Regions from separate parts of the Bombyx mori genome. Here region 2 is linked to region 1. A link is a contact called in public Hi-C data. All regions are on one chromosome and are shown on one strand. The core of a region is the stretch at or near the end of the contact, and the rest is flanking DNA. Distances in the headings are between cores, read along the strand shown.

The links. Hi-C and Micro-C count contacts between places; a contact is called where the count stands out from the background.
Region 2: a Hi-C map of middle silk gland shows a contact between it and region 1, with 1.7 times the contacts expected there. The contact joins the promoter of LOC134200940 here to the promoter of LOC101742490 in region 1. A contact is called at or near these places in 2 of 7 Hi-C or Micro-C datasets (middle silk gland and whole pupa).

What each region holds. Positions count from the first base shown.
Region 1 is chr22:2,420,422-2,423,854 of ASM3026992v2, forward strand. LOC101742490 (X-linked retinitis pigmentosa GTPase regulator) reads right to left here and starts at 1,485. Exons shown (of 8, transcript XM_004924743.5): 1 at 1,384-1,485. The coding sequence starts at 1,402.
Region 2 is chr22:2,776,027-2,779,459 of ASM3026992v2, forward strand. It overlaps LOC134200940, which reads left to right and starts at 1,675. Exons shown (of 2, transcript XM_062674869.1): 1 at 1,675-3,066; 2 at 3,200-3,433. The coding sequence starts at 2,474. The region is part of intron 6 of LOC101741761 (four and a half LIM domains protein 2); the gene reads left to right.

The sequences.
Region 1 (3,433 bases), core at 235-2,734:
AGAGGGCCCGCACGCGAAGGATCGCGTCTACCGTTGAGCGGCCCTCTCGGAAGCCATACTGCTCCGCCGACAGATTGTCGATCTGCCTAGAGAAAACACGCACTAGTTAGATGGACTCGTTTTTTATATAGGTTAATACAGAATCAATTGAAATTCACATACGATTGCGGATGTTTCTACTGTCTGATTTTCTATGTTATTTTAAGCATTTAACTATACTAGAGGTCCCGCAGTAGTCGAAATTCGACTATAATTAATTGGAATTGTAAGTTTGTACTTTATTATGATTGTAATTTTATACTTCTATAATCACAAATTTCGCCAAGGCTACACTATAAAAATATTAATAAAGACAAACAATATTTAATCTATTCTCAATTTGACCACAGACGTCAAGAACAAAAGTTTGACAATGAATAGTATGCATGCGTGTGTGCGTCAAATACATGGTATGTAGTGTGTGTAATGTTTTCTTTATTGATTTAATGTATCTTTTATGCATTATTTTAAAAAAATATTAGCATTGTGCACTTCTTCTCTATATTCTCTATAAGTGTGGAAAATTTCATACTTTTCCGTCTGCGCAATTTTCGTAAAAAGGGATACAAAGTTTTTGCTTCACGTATTAGTATATAGATTTTCTTTTACTTCCCTATTAAATATACAATAGATGATTTGTAATAACTAGACTGCAGACTTCAAGTTATTTTAATTGTTACTATGTAAATAATACGTGCAGACTACAAGCAAATCGATTACTCCCGATAAACACTACGTGAATGCTACAAATTAATACAAATTAATTAGATAATTTTATCTTCAGTTTTTATGTAGACTTCAATAGACAAATGGTTTTAATGAAATTTATATTGACTGAAAATTAATATTAACAAAAAAAAATCGATTGTTGCAAGATCTAAGCGTAGAATGATTAATAATATTCTAGATGGAACCATTTTCGTCTGGACAAAATCATAGTTAATGAATTTCGTATTGAAAAAATTAAACCTAAATGACATTACAGTTGTGTGTGAAATCCTAAAATATAATGTTTATTTTAGGGACGTTTTTAATACGCTTTTATTAGCTTCAGACGTATGTATGTTTGTAACGGAATCTTTGAAGATGATTTTGACCCCCTTCAAAACGTCGGATTAACTCGAAATTTGGTATACTTATTAAGGACCGTGAGGAGAAGGGCTATTTTGATAATATTCTGAAAAGCACCCAGTTTTTTTTTTACCATAAAATCATTTTTTCTTACACTATTTTTCATTCAATATTAATTTCTATTTTTTAGTTGGATTTTCCATAAAAGCGTATTTTGTTAGTTTTTTTAAAACTATTATTTATTATAGTCTGAATTGAATATGCTAGCTTTACCTGGTATATCATCGGTCATGTTGGCTGTGTTTGTCGACTAATGTTCTACGTTCACTTGACCCATGGTCACGGATCGACCGGTCGAGCGCGGGGCGAAAACTGACCGCTACTCGTCATGCCACCCCTTGGCTTCATGCTACCACTATTTCACATAGATGTAGCTATTCGTGAAAGCGGTAATTTCATGATTTTTTTTGTTAACATTTGTTATTTATATTTCACGCTAACCACTGCAAGACGAGTTGATATTAGTCATAGTTTAAAAGTTTTCTAATTTTTTATTTCTATGAAATTCTATTATGTGAAATGGCAATGAAATGCGTTTATTTCAGGCAACTTAAGCCCATAAAATTTCACACATAATGTTTTAATCAAAATACAATAAAATTAAAATTAAAATTTTATCAGAATTCTTAAAAATTTAAAAAAAAAAAAAAAACCATATCAAATTAAATGAATATTTATAAAATGTTATATATAATGATTATTTGATGTAGCATACTGTAGGCCATCATTTTATTAATCACACACTAGCATTGATCATTGATAAGATTTTGGGGCAGTTTTCAGTAATCTAATTGTAGTTAGCGGTAGAAAACTATATGGTTGTGTCCGTATCGTTGCTGACGTTCACAAGTGGCTGTAACGACTTACCACCAGATGAACAGGCTTGCCTGCCTACAGTGGCAATAAAAGAAGAAACGCTTATATGAGAAATGTTGTAAATGTTTGTGTACCTGCAGTGGAACAGAGTAAGCTTTGAAATACCTGTCGAGGTTTACGCGAATAACAAAACACATTGATTTTAAATCAAACTACAAATATTCAACTATATCTTGTTAATTCTATTCCGTAAGAACTATATCCCTGTTCGATGTTATTGTTGTCGAAATCGCAGGCAACCACGAAAAAAGAACTACCTCACCCCCCTCTTAATTCACAATTAGTAAAGATAGTCGATTTGTTAGAAACTTTTCCAGAGGTCTACATATTTTTGCGGCTTTATCGTGTTTTAGTTATAGGCTTATCATGGTCTTCATAAACATTTTACGATCGTTTTCTTTATAACATATAGAATATTCTTATCTTCTAATTAAATATCAGATAACTTATCTTATTCATTCCTTGCATCATAGGGTGGTTTTCTTGGGATATAATCATGGTGGGTTCCCACGTAGTAAATAAATAATAATTAAATAAATAAAAATAAATAGTAAATAAATAATTAAAGTAGAATTTTTGAATAGAATATTTGTGTACAAATGAGAATCTAAAGTTTCATACTTTGAAGAAGATGAAGAATTCACTCACGCAGTCAATCATTTCAAGTATCAGCAATTCTAAATTTAAATAAATTAAATTAATTTAAATAATTGAAATTATTAATTTTTCTTGCTCATGTCTATATCTTCGTGCTCTAAATACAACATTATATATATACACTTTCACATAACCGCTTATGCTAATTATGTCTTCAATCAAATCAGCCTACATCACTGATTGTCCTTCAAACTAGGTTTACGAAGCTTGCCGATGTCGAACTCCCCTTGACCCCCATGCATCGATTAATGATTGCGATAGAACAGAAATACTCTGAACCGATATTAAATGAAAAGAGGTTTTCAATTAGAGCATTCTTCGTATCCCGATCCATTGTTATTTGGATCGCGATTTTCTCGAATGATCATAGTAAAGAAACAGTTTTCTAGTCTCTTAGATTGGAAGACGAGGTAATGGTATGATCACAACAGGCTTAATCGATATTCATTTAAACTTGACTGTACGTGCACCATAAAAACTATCTCACGATCGCTGTTGATCTTCATCATCATTTTCATCATCATCATCATTATCATCATCATCATCAGCCTTTATCTGCCCACTGCTGGACATAGGCCTCCGCCCAATGCCTTCAACATAATGCGGTCCTCCGCCTTCCGTATCCAGCGACTTCCCGCCGTGCGTGTTGATCATGGACGTCAGCAATATCAGATGAACAACCAAGCAACTGTGTACCGTTTAGAATTCCCTTCAAATCAAAGTGTATGGG
Region 2 (3,433 bases), core at 425-2,924, 360 kb after region 1:
ACCAGCAGCTTTGGTAGGCAGCGGCTTGGCTCTGCCCCTGGCATTGCTGAAGTCCATGGGCGACGGTAACCACTCACCATCACGTGGGCCGTATGCTAGTTTGCCTGCAAGGGCAATAAAAAAAAAAAAAAAAAACACCACCACCCTGAGATTTGAGATGCAAATTCAATAAAATCTTAATATCTCTTCGACTAACACCAAGTCTTAAATCCGATTTCGTGTGTGGAATTTTCCGCCATACATATAATTGATTTGAACAATAATAAATAAGGCGTCATCAGTTTTAATATAAGCCTATTCTAGCTAAAAAAACAACATTAAAACAATTTTCCGCTGCTGTTTATGAAAATAGATTGTTTTTCATTTAAAAAAAAAAAAATCGGAATTGATACTATTTTTTTAAAGCGAACCGTCGCGGCCATTGAGTTCTATTCGGTCTGGCATTATTTCAAAACAATCTGCGAATTTTATCCGGCGCGCGTTTTATGAGCGACATATATTATATTAGTACATGTTAGTTACGTGTGCAACGGGTTTTTTAAAGGTCAATGACACGTGCATAATTTATAAAAAAAAGGCATGAATTAAAATTAAAATTTATTGCCGCTTTTCTGCTAAATTATTCCTTCACTAAACTAAACTAAGAAACTAGAAATAAAAAAGAAAAAGAGAAGTTATCGTAGCCTAAACGATAAGGAATCCCGCTGGCAGGTAACAAATTATCTAATGAACTACGTACTTAACACATGTGCACGAAGGACTTGCGCCATGAAAGAATAACAACGATTGTTTTTTCCTACCTAAACTGATAGCCTTTAGAGGCTATTTCAGCGTAACCTTAACTAGTAGGTGAGCTCACGGGGCTCAAAACGGAGTGACGCTAACACTGAACCTAGCAAGAGCAGTGCTTCTACCGCCGGATCGGAAACGCGACCCACTGAGAAGATACGGCCAGAAACTCAGTGGAAGTGTAACGAAAATCAAACCCGCAAAATTATAATTCGCGTAATCTTTAAAGCTGGAGTCTTAGACTTCTAGTGTGAACGTGGATAGCGGTGATCACGGTGTGATGTCTATGGACTCAAACCGTAATTGTTGCATCCCTTAAACTGGAACGCATAACTGTTAGGTTAGATAGACATAGGCAGGATGGTAGTACCGACCCCTGCGGTCTCAAAAGATTCCATAATATCACTAAAACAAAACTCACGTAGGATGATTACACGCTGCCACCAATGAAGTCTTTCGTAAAATTAACTATTTTTAATACGCTTTTATTAGCTTCAGACGTATGTATGTTAGTATTTTAGTTTGTAACGAAATCTTTGAACATGATTTTGACCCCCTTCAAAACGTCGGATTAACTCGAAATTTGGTAAACTTATTAAGGATCGATGACAAATCCAACATTAAAAAAAAATTGAAAAAATTGAAATTCAACTAAAAAATGAAAAATAAATAATAGTTTAAAAAAACTAACAAAATACGCGTTTATAGAAAATCCAACTAAAAATAGAAAATAAATTTTAATAAATTTGAATTAAAAATGTGTAAGAAATTTTTTTTTCAAATTTCTTAAAATTTATTTATTAAAAATGTGTAAGAAATTTTTTTTTTCAAATTTCTTAAAATTTATTTTCTATTTTTTAGTTGAACTTTCTATAAAAACGTATTTTGTTAGTTTCTTTAAACTATTATTTTTAAATTAAAGTTTAAGACCAGGTAGAAAACGTAAATCCAAGACGCCTATGATAATAGCAAACATTCATTGGCTCAATTTACAAATGATTTATTTACAGATAATAACATCCATATGGCTAACAAATGTCACACGCATCATATCACCTTGTTGTCAAAGCCAAGTTTTAACTATGTAGAGGGATCTTAATTTTAATATGCATAATATATTTGCAACAACATAAATCAATCCGTAACGATTAGAGTAGTAGTTAGTGAATTAGTAGAGCAAACAGAATGTTTTTAGAAGACTGTTTCCCTACGTCGTGTACGCAATAAATAAATAAATATGTCGAAGTCAAACAGTCGATATATCAATAAGAAATTTCTAAAAAAATGTTTTACAATAAATTTCTGATAAGCATTCTTCCAAGACAACATAATGTCTTTTTGTTGGATAATGGAGATTCTACTGTGAATTGTCCACCTACGCCACATAAGATTAACTGACTATTAAAAAGATTTGTTACCAATCTATTAATTGATTGGAACACATATATTACCGGTTCGGAAAACACAGCGACCTCAGCCTTGAGCGATCGTGTAAAATGTAATACTTTGGGCAACGCCAAGCTAGTCTAAATCTGGATTGAATTCATTGGCACACAATAACACTTTAATTTCAGTTGTTCAAATCTTGCCACAGCGATATATCGCTACAGACATCCCTCCCCTTTTAGTTGAGTTCAATCAAAAAACCCTAAACATTCCTTTAGTTAAGTGCTGATATATTACAATGGGACTTATGGTATCTATCGTGATCACCTACGCCGGTGTCCATGAAGCTGTTGAATGTGTTAGACACATCCTAAGCGGTACCATACCTGACAATCAACCAGGCTTCGAAGATCTTGTTGAGCACTACACAGATCTCCTCAGAAAATCCGCTAAAACGTCAAACAGCTGGATCGATTACGGCCAAGGATACATATGTTTGACGGAAGATAAGAAAGGAAGACTCCAATCCGCCGAAGTAAAGTACTATAATGAAAAATCCGATTCTACTCCCCTGTTATTTTCTACGAGAATCTCTAGCTTTGGTCAAGAATCAGTCGAAGACCACACGATTCCAAATGGCGATTTCAAACCTGAAAGGTATTCGCCAACTAGAACGAAAACTATCCTATCTAATAGCTCGGAATCTATCAACGTTGGACAAAGCAGACGATCGCCAACTCCTATCAACTTGAATCATGTTACCGACGAAGAAACTACCAAGGATAAAATGACCTGGGAGTACAGTCCCCAGAGTCCGCCTCCGACACCAGAGATCCATTTTCAATCATATGACGACGACAACGGCGGGGTGTACAACGAAGATTTTCTCAGGTTAATATCCGATGAGTTCGCCACACACTTGTCACGCGCTTGTAGTGCTGTAGCCACATTGTACACATCCATCGAGCCATGCACGTTCTCAGAGAGCCATCACTCACTGTATTATGTTCATGTTTTGTTTAAGATCACTTGACGGAATTAAGTATCGACCTTTGCAACGACACGACCCAAGCGGGAGACGCAGGAGTTTCAAAAAGCGAAGGTCGTCTTCGTCGACATCGTCGAAAGATTCTCGTGCGTCCCGCGAGGAAGAACTAAACATGTTCACGTCGCTCGAAGAGGCGGAGTTCGGACGGATGAACAAAGAAGATAAGGTCGGCGCGTTCGGAAGCGCTCCTAATTTATCAGCGCGTTCTCA